Regions from separate parts of the Ovis aries genome. Here region 1 is linked to region 2. Evidence: chromatin contacts called from public Hi-C data. All regions are on one chromosome and are shown on one strand. The core of a region is the stretch at or near the end of the contact, and the rest is flanking DNA. Distances in the headings are between cores, read along the strand shown.

The links. A called contact is a pair of places that touch in the nucleus more often than the background predicts.
Region 1: a Hi-C map of liver shows a contact between it and region 2, with 4 times the contacts expected there. The contact joins the promoter of STAG1 here to the promoter of NCK1 in region 2. A contact is called at or near these places in 6 of 16 Hi-C or Micro-C datasets (hypothalamus, liver, mixed tissues and 3 more).

The regions. Positions count from the first base shown.
Region 1 is chr1:253,075,972-253,080,773 of ARS-UI_Ramb_v3.0, forward strand. STAG1 (STAG1 cohesin complex component) reads left to right here and starts at 1,881. Exons shown (of 33, transcript XM_060395498.1): 1 at 1,881-2,064.
Region 2 is chr1:252,945,572-252,950,653 of ARS-UI_Ramb_v3.0, forward strand. NCK1 (NCK adaptor protein 1) reads right to left here and starts at 2,321. Exons shown (of 4, transcript NM_001166199.1): 1 at 2,232-2,321. LOC121817339 (a long non-coding RNA gene) reads left to right here and starts at 2,546. Exons shown (of 3, transcript XR_006057174.2): 1 at 2,546-3,141; 2 at 3,693-3,847.

The DNA of each region.
Region 1 (4,802 bases), core at 631-3,130, 130 kb after region 2:
TAGGATGAGAAAACGGTTGAAAGTTAGAACTTGTGGACTTTAAAGTGTAAATTCAGTTTGCCATTATGGGTTAGATTGATAAAAGGTAAGGAATAAGGTGGAAGCAGGAGACTACTTCTTTTAAGAAATGCGACAGTGAAAAGAAGGTTGATATTACAGTAACTGGAGGTAGTAGTACACATTTTTAAAAAGCCCTTCGAAACTGTTGAAAAACAGAAAGAAGCCAATGGCTACGATACTGGAGATATAAGATCCTAGGAAAGTAGTGGTGGAAGGAGGAAAAGGAATGGACGACATAGGTAGTCCTGGAAGAAGCACTGATGTTGGGGAGAAGGGGAGAGGGAGAATGAGTTAATTTGGTGAGAATTTGAAAGGTCATGAACACGGCGTGTCAACAAATATTTTAAGATGGAGAGAATATCAAACTGGAATTCCATGGCTCTGATCCCTGTTAACCAGATGATTTTATCTATTAGTATGGATAGGGACTGGCACCTTAACAAGGAAAATGAGAAACAGTTTGTATAGAATACGATAGGAATTCATCCAAAGATGAGTTTATATATATATATATATGTATCAAGTGGGAGTGTGGTCACGACTTCATAGCCATCCAGGTAGAACTGGGGCTTCCTCCAGTGAAAAACCACACAGTGTGACCTTTGAGAGAGAAATCAGAAATAGGGATAATTTATTGGAGACTGACCCTTAAGACTATAAAGGAGTCTAAGCAATTCTAGCGATTCTAAGGCAATACAGAAATAGAGCTGGCTGGCTACAGTAACAAGAGAATTTAGTCATAATGGGGCTGATGACCTGGGAGATTAAGGATTCACTTTTGTATTGAAAGTTTTGAGTGGGTGAAAGGTAGAAGCCACGATCAGGCAGAGGCGGGGGGTGGGGGGGAAGAGTAGGGAAAAGGCAACATTCAAAAGCATATTTTGGTCATGATCTCACGCTAGTCAATTGTTTCCCTTTTGGCAGCTAAACGGCTACGATTCTCCCGTCCATTTCAGAGCTACTGAGAATAGTCCTAGGCTGTGGAAGGAGAAATCTGATTCCAAAGCGGAGGCTGTATTTTCTCAATCTACTTACATTCTTTTCTCACTAACTAGCCAATGCTGCCGCCTTATGCAAAGCCGGCACCACGGAAAGGATCTGCTTTAGAGGTAGTGACGACGCCAATCGGCCTGGGGCGCGCAGTGTTGCGTCTAGATGCACGGCGAGGGAGGTCCCAAACAGCTCTCAAAACCTTTTCACCCTCGCCCGGGAAAGCACCTCGTCAACAGTAGACAATAAATCGCTCGTACAATGCTAAGCTCTGAGGCCCTGGTTGACACCAGCAGGCGGGAGCGTGGTTTAGCGCTGCCACCCCTCCGCTTTTCTGCAGAGGCGGGGGATGGGGGCAGCAAGGCCGGGCGGGGCTGCGGGGGTGCGCTAGTCTCGCGACCTGGGGAGGGGCCGCGGTGAAGGGGCCAGGGGCGGGTTTCCCTCCCAGGTCTCGGAAAAGCTCCAAAAATGGCGGGCGGCAACTCAGCTAGCGGGGCGCGCAGGCGCCACCGCCGCCATCCTTCCGCCCGCCTTGGGCGGCCCACAAACCATCCACAGCCCCCTCACGGAGAGGTATGCGCCGCTTGCGATTGGCTGAGCTGGGCCAGCGCTCCGTGCGGGGGCCGGGCCGCCACGCAGCGGCCACGTTTCCCGCCCCGCTGGTGCGCGTGCGCGCAATCCCCACAGGAAAGCGTTCGCGCGCGTCCCCGCCGCGGCCCCCAGCTCGCGCCTCAGCTCCCTCCCCTTTCCGGGTAGGCCCGTCCCGTCAGCGAAGCAGTAAGCACCGCGGCCAGCAGAGGGCGGTCCGGACCCAAGTCTGCAGCGGCGCCATTGGCGTGTGGAAAATGCCACCAGATGGCGGGTTAGGATTGCAGCTCCGTTGAAGGCGCGGCCCCCGCTCCCGAACCCCCGGCGACCACCCCGTAACAACCCCCCCACATCGGGAATAACACACCGGAGACTTTTGGGGGGAAACTAGGTCGACGGCTGGCGGTGCCCGGATGGGCAGCTGAGGTGAGCGCGGGCGGCGGCGACGGCGGCGGGGGGCGGGAAAGAGGGGGAATGCGGCGGCAGCGGCGCGGGGGCTGGAAGCGCCGATCCAAGATGGAGGCCGGGCGAGAGCGAGAGAGCGCGAGCGAAGAGCGGGCGGGCCGGGCGCGGGCCCCGCGCGGGGGAGGGAGGCCGCGCAGGCCTGTGCGGGGCGCGGCGGTCGCCGGCCGTCCGGGCGCCAGCGGGGACGGCTGTGGGCGCGGCGGGCACCCCGGAACCCTAGTCGCTCCGCACCCCTCCCGCGGGCCCCGAAAATTGTGCCCCCGCCCGCTCGGGCACTACGGCGACGGGCGCGGAAGCCTTTGTGGCGCGCTCGGGCCCGCCGCCAAGCCCGCCCTCCGCCCCCCCGCCCGGACTCTCGGGACTCGCCCGCGCCCGGCGGGGCCGGGCCGAGGCGGGCTGGTGCGAATGCCATCCGCCGCCCTGCGTTTCTGCGGTGTTTTAGCGGCGGCGGCGTCGTCACATGACAACGAGCTCGCCTCGGCTGAGGGGCCTGGGGGTCGCTCGGCGAGGCGACCGGCCCAGGCCTCTTCTCAATGGGGAGGAGCGGGGGGCTGGCGCCTGGGGCAGAGGGGACGTCAAAGCCGGGCTTTCCCGCTATCTGCCCTCCCCGCCCCCGACGGAGGCCTCCTTGAGAAACGTGTGCAGGCCGGAGCACTGCCCCGCTAGTTTTCCAGCCCCCCGGGAGACGAGGCCAATAAAAGTTGTTTTCCCTCCTTTCTCGGGGTGGGGGCGGGGTGAAGAGCTGGGAAACGGGAGTGCTTGGAGTTGAACCTGGGCCTCGATCGGAGAGTCCAAACTGGGTGCTTCTTGGGTGCTGTGGGGACTGAGAAATTTTCAGGTTTTAGGATTGTCACGTCACCTCTTCTACCTACATTTGAAATGTTACCGATTCTCTTCATATTGCAGAGAATCGTGTCCCGGGAGTGTAAAGCAGGGGATGGTTTTGGGCACTTACAGTTTCAAAACAATGCTGTTTGTATGCGACGATAGCGAATTACTTGCTGTTAGTCGATGTTAAGATGATGTGTATAGTTTATTCTCGTGATTGTGACTAGAGAGGAGTTTTTTCTTTCATCTCTTCGCGAACGTAGTGTTTATGAAAGTATTTGACATGGCATAAAGAAAGTTGTGTGATTTGTGACTTAACGTGGTATTTGACTCCATCTTTTAGATTTTCATGTGCCTTTTTAAGAAAATTGCAAATTCTGATGGTGAAGCACTTAGGAAAATAAAGATTCAGAACAGTGAAAATAAAAACAACTTGTGTATTGTATTGGATAGTGTACCTTGTACTCATGTTTATACTGTACGAAAAATTCAGGCTAAAAAAATTTACTCCAGGGAGGAAATAGCGAAAAGTTCGGGAAGGTTGTTTACTTGCTCTCAGTCTTTGAGAATAGTTATAACACAAGTAGTTTGCTATCTAAATAAAGTACTAAAAAAACCGACAGAGTTTTGATACCGTTTTTTCTTTATATTTCAAAACGTACGTTAAGTTTACTCCGGTGGTCTGTCAATGGTCATTTTAACAACCAAGCTGCTTTGATTAGAAATTCCTCAATATCCACTTCAGTTTTGATATTCTGGCAAAACTTAGGGGTATTGAAATAGATGTGAAATATGGAAAATTGTTATTTTCCATATGGAAAATGTTGTTAGAATTGCTTCCTTTGAACACAGTATGCAAGTACTGTTGATTTGAGTAACTGTCTTAAAGCCTTAAGGGGGCTGTGGTAGGAAGAGAGCCCAGGACTGAAGTTATTTTAAACTTTTCCTAGGTATTTGATCTTTGAGGGGTCGCTGTTTTAACCTTACTTTCCTTATCACTAAAATGAAAAATTTTGGATTGTATTAGCTTTCCTTTTATGTATAGCGAGGTACCACACATTTAGTAGCTTCAGTTCAGTTGCTCAGTCGTGTCCGACTCTTTGTGACCCCATGAACCACAGCATGCCAGGCCTCTCTGTCCATCACCAACTCCCGGAGTTCAGTCAAGCTCATGTCCATTGAGTCCGTGATGCCATCCAACCATTTCATCCACTGTCGTCCCCTTCTCCTGCCCTCAATTTTTCCCAGCATTAGAGTCTTTTCCAATGAGTCAGCTCTTCACATCACGTGGCCAAACTATTGGCGTTTCAGCTTCAACATCAGTCCTTCCAGTGAACACCCAGGACTATCTTCTTTAGGATGGACTGGTTGGATCTCCTTCCTTCCAGTCCAAGGGACTCTCAAGAATCTTCTCCAACACCACAGTTCAAAAGCATCAATTCTTCGGCGCTCTGCATTCTTTATAGTCCAACTCTCCCATCCATACATGACTACTGGAAAAACCATAGCCTTGACTAGATGGACCTTTGTTGGCAAAGTAGTGTCTCTGCTTTTGAATATGCTGTCTAGGTTGGTCATAACTTTCCTTCCAAGGAGTAAGCGTCTTTTAATTTCATGGCTGCAGTCACCATCTGCAGTGATTTTGGAGCTCAGAAAAATAAAGTTAGCCACTGTTTCCACTGTCTCCCCATCTTTTTTCATGAAGTGTTGGGGCCAGATGCCATGATCTTCATTTTCTGAATGTTGAGCTTTAGCCAACTTTTTTTACTTTGTAGTGGGGCTTTCTGTTCCACATTTCACCTGGCTAAAATCAGGGTGTTGGGTGTGTTGGCTCAGTTCTTATCTGAGGCTTAGGACTTTCTTCCATGCTC
Region 2 (5,082 bases), core at 1,071-3,570:
AGGAAAATACACAATCTAGATGAGAACAAGAGATTGGTTTGTGTTAGGATGGACAGCTCCTATAGAGAATTACTGTTATCATTAGAAAAAAACAGGTTTTGAGCAGACTGTTAGAAGGCTGGGAATTCTGAACTATACTCGAAATAACAGGGAACTAATGCTGGTTTAACAGTGAGGGTGGTGGAAGCACTATTTTAGAACAAGGCAGAAGCCAGAACATACTAAGGGAGAAAAGAGGCAGAAAATCCGGTTAAAAGCTACTGGGGGGAAAAAAGAAAACGAGTGGTTAGAACAGATATCTGAAAGAAATTTCAGAAAATGGCTGACAAAAATTGGGCAATGTTATGTGGTGAGAGGAAGTCTTAAGATAAAACCAGGGCTTATGCCTGGGTAGTTTAAGGCATGATAAATATCACCAAAACAAAGTCAGCATATGGAATCAGTTTTGAAGGAAGACTATAAATTCTATCTTTCAAATAAAGTGAGGAACATCCAGACAGAATTGTTGCCTTATTAAATAATCTTTAAATGTCATTTTTGGCCCTGTCAATTGTCTTCCTAAAACACCACAGCAAAGTATTAACAGAGAATTTGTTAAATGCTTAGTGATTTCAATAGTTTCCTCCAATTCTACTTATTGACGAAATAAGAAAATCATTTAGTCTTCTGGTGTAGGCAGAAAAATATCTGGTATTTTTCCATATTACAAAGGTAAATAAATTGTAAAAATTGTTAAACTATAAAAGAATAAAATAGACAGGATATGGATTTATTAAGTCTTCCTGACAAGTGATTTATAACATTTGCATCAAATCTACCTTGAGTTTTGGCAGGGAAGTTCTCAAAGGTGCAAAAAATCCAGTGGCCTAAAACATATCTCAATATCTAACAAAACGTACCCTGTTATGTTTCATGTTTTATTTTCAAGGACCTGAAAGCACTAGTAAAATCTAGACTAAATATTTAGAAAAACAGAACAAACAAGTTTAAAATTTAATATATGAACAAGCACAGCTGAGAAATCCTGAACATTCTGCAAACTGTTCAGAATTTTCCAAAGAAGAAAATCGTAAAGTTTGCAATAAAAATGAAATAAAACTATTAATCAACCAAAGCACAGATCTCGAGTTTCTATCAAACTATGAGGGATATCTATTTAAGAACTGAATATTACTGACAATTACCAAACAGAACCTTCTTCTTGGATAATTCCCCATTTACTCTGTAAACTCCCTGAGGGTTGAGACACAGCACTTTCCATCTGCTTAATAAACTGTATGGTTGGTCTTTCTTACATCTACCAAAGTAAGATTTTTAAAAATGAATACCTCTTGCAACATTTACTTGTCCTGACTGAACAGTGAGCTTTTTTTTGCTCACCACCCAAGATGGGGATAGAAATTTCTTCAACTCATCCTTTCCTAACTCCCCTGGTTTCTTGCCAAAGTTAACGGGCAGAATTATTTTTAAGTGACTAGTTCATTAGTGTGACACTAAACTGGGCGTCTGTAAAGTAAGGGTTCTCAGTCCGGCACAAAATTCAGCTTCCCGAGCTTCTAATAGCAAACTTTTATGGACACACACAGGAAAGGTTACAAAACCAACTACCAAGATACATTTTTCCCCCCGGATATATTACAACTCAAGTCAAAAGCTTACAGCCCAAGTAACTCACGTACGAATCCATGATATTATAATAACCCAGATTTCCCAACAAGGGAAACTGCAGGGGGCTGGGTGGGGGGAGGGGCGGGAGGCGCATCCCGAGGATGTCCATCCTCCGCACCCTGAACGGCTCCCTCCCACTCCTAGAGGTAAGCGCCCCTCTCCACCACCACCGCGGCCTCGGAATGCGCCACAAAGCCGTCAGGACTTTGAGAGGTAAAGAAAAGGAGGAGGGTGCACGCCACACACTCGACCTCTCAGCCTCCAGGGACGGCCGGCCGCAGCGCTCACCCGGACCCGACGCTCCAGGGAGGGACAGGAAGGTCGTAGGGCTGCGCCTCCCAGGGCAGTGGCCGGAGGGTCGCGCGAAGCCGCGAGGCAAAAAGCCCAGGCCCGACCAAGCGGCCTCCCCGCCCCCTCCGGCTTCGCTCCGAGCCGGCAGACGGCGCCCCGGGAGCTAACTTCAGCAGGGAAGAGGAAGCTCCGCGGCAAGTAACGGGCTATGTAGATTCCCCAGACGAGAAAAAGGCTGTCTGTGCGTCTGCCTGCCGGCAGGACCGTCTCACCTCCCCTCTGCCAAGCCCGGGCGGCGCCAGCTCACTTGAGGAGGGCAGGGACGCCGCCACGGCCGCCGCGATGGCCGTTACGGCACGAGGCCTCCGCTCTGCCGCCGCGTAGCTCTGGGGAGAGAGGCGGGGCGTGCGCGGCGGGAGGGCGGGGCTGCAGCGCCGACCGGTCGCGAGGCCCTGGGCGGACCCGCGCAGACAGGAAACCCCCCCTCCCTGCCCAATCTGATAGGTTCAGTCTTCCCCTTCCCTCCTATCACTGACGCGAGGGCGGTCTTCGCCGCTCTGGGATTGGGCGAGCCCTCCTGTCAATCAATTGCTGTGCTAGGTGTGGAGCTGAGGCTGCTCGGTGGAGAGGGAGTGAGAGAGACAGAAGCGCCCTGCCAGTTTCTGGGTTTTGTTGCTTCTGTGTCTCTGGCTGATTATTCTGGGGCCTTCCTCCTCAGCGCCACAGGAGATTCCACAACAGAACTGACTGCTTTCCGAGTTAAGCCCCGACTGCTCTGGGAGCTTCCTTCTGGTTTCTGCACCTGAAGAAGGTCTTACCAGCGGAAAGTTCTTAGGGACGGGAGCGAAAATGAGAAGCAAACAAAAAGGCCTGAACGTAGAGTCCTGAGAGAAAAATGTAAGACGTGTCCTTAACTTGAACCGCAAACCAAAATAAGCTGAGTCTGAGGGCCTTCGAAGCGCCCTGGTGCGTGGATAGCTTCCATTCTTGGTTGCCGTAGCCTTGCTGTGAGGACAGTGACTTTCGGTGACAGGTCTGTTCTTTCTTAGCTGCCCAGCCCCAGACACCTGCCATCAGTAAGTTGGTTCTCCCCACGCCGGAGCCTCAGACCCCATCACCTGCCTCTTCCTCCCCAGCCATCTCTGTGGCTCTGCGTAGGCGTTTGCCGCCCAGGGAAGCCTGGTAAGTGCACAGGTGTTTTCCCCATCCAGCTGCTGAAAGAGCCAGACTTTTTGCGACTCCATGGATCTGAAGCCCACCAGGTTCCTCTCTCCATGGAATTTGCCAGGCAAGAATCCTGGAGCTTTTTGCCATTTCCTAGGGATACAACCAGCGTCTCCTGCACTGGCAAGGGGATTCTTTACCACCTGGGGAGACCTCCCTACCCCTACATGATTTCAAATCAGAAATCATGTCAGTCAGTACTGTTTTTCCCCAGTACCTAGCACATGGTAGTGTTAGGCACTTAGTCCTGTCTGACGCTTTGCGACCCCATGGACTGTAACACATGGAATTGTCCAGGCAAGAATACTGGGGTGGGTTACCATTTCCTTCTCCAGGGGATCTTGGACCCAGGGATCGAACCCAAGTCTCCCACTTTGCAGGCAGATTCTAGCACATGGTAGATCATCAGTAAGTATTGTTTAAGGCATTAGTACAGCTTCAATCCCCAATTTCATTCATTTATGCTTTTCTGTATTTAACTTCAGAATTATTCATTTGTATCCTAATAGAGGAATATGGTTCACTTGCCATATATATGATCACACGGTCAAGCATAAATCACCTGTGGCCCCTTCCTGGCCTCAAGTTGAGAGGGCAAGTGGACCAGGAAAATCTGGGCAGCAACTCCATCTGTATCCTGTAATTAGGATCTAAAGTTAATAATGTAAGTGGATTTTGGATTTATTCTAAGGATCTAAATACCTTTGTATATTTTATCATGGCTGCTATGGACTGAATTGTGTCCCCTCTCAAAATTCCTGTGTTGATGCTCTGACCCCCCAGTGTGACTGTATTTGGAGACAAGGCCTTTCAGAGATAATTTAGGTTAACTGAGGTGATAAGAGTGGGGCCCTAATCCTATAGAATTAGTGTCCTTTATAAGAAGTGACGGCAGAGACGTAGACACTGTCTTGCTGTCTGTCCTCACAACTAAAAGACACAGTGAGAAAGCAGCCGTGTGCAAACCAGGAAGAGAGTGTTCACCAGAAACTAACCATGCTGGCATCCGGACGTGGGACTTCCAATCTCCAAAACCGTGAGAAGTTTAATTGTTGTTTAAGCCACCCAGTCTATGGCATTTTGTTACAGCAGCCCACACTATTGTTATAGCTCTGTCTAACAATAGTTTTATTTGTTGATACATCTTATAAAGTTTATGGATTGAGATATTTAATTCATTTTTGAAGCTGTATAAACCCATTGTCCAGAGGTTGAAACTATTTCTCCAAAATAGTTTCACACAACAAACTGTTAGGTACACCTGGCTCATAACAAACTTAGCTACACCTGGCTCAGTTCAGCTTTAGCTTTTTAACATGTGATGGGATTAGGAGAATGTGAATACAAACATAACAGGTAAAATAGTCCTTGCTATCAGGCAGCTTAAACCACTTCCATAAATGGGGAAAATAAACCCAGAAAAAAAATATGCTGAAGTCGTTTAATTTTAGATTTTATTTTGTAAGGGATTATGTATTTTGAATGGGTCAATGATCTGAACAGACTGTGAGATTTTGATCCAGATCTCTTAACTACTACTGTGTGCCATCTGTTTAAGTAATAAAAGAAGGAAGAGAATTTTTTCATAAAAGGATTTTAGTTTCCTGTAAATACATGTTTTCCTTTTAACTTTTCTTTAAATGTTCCCTCATCACCCTATTCTTACCAGGAACTCAAGAAAGAAAGAAAGAAAGAAAGAAAGAAAAACTCAAAAAATACAAGAGAAAGAGAAGGAATTGAAGAATAAAAATAAGGAGACAGAAATGAGAGGAAAGCATTGGGGTAGATAGACAGGAAGTCATGTATGGAATTGCTCAATAGTGTACTTAGACGTATGGAGCCCATGTTTGTAAGGGGTGGGTGTTGTCCCAGAGACCTTTCACACTGTCTCCCCAACTT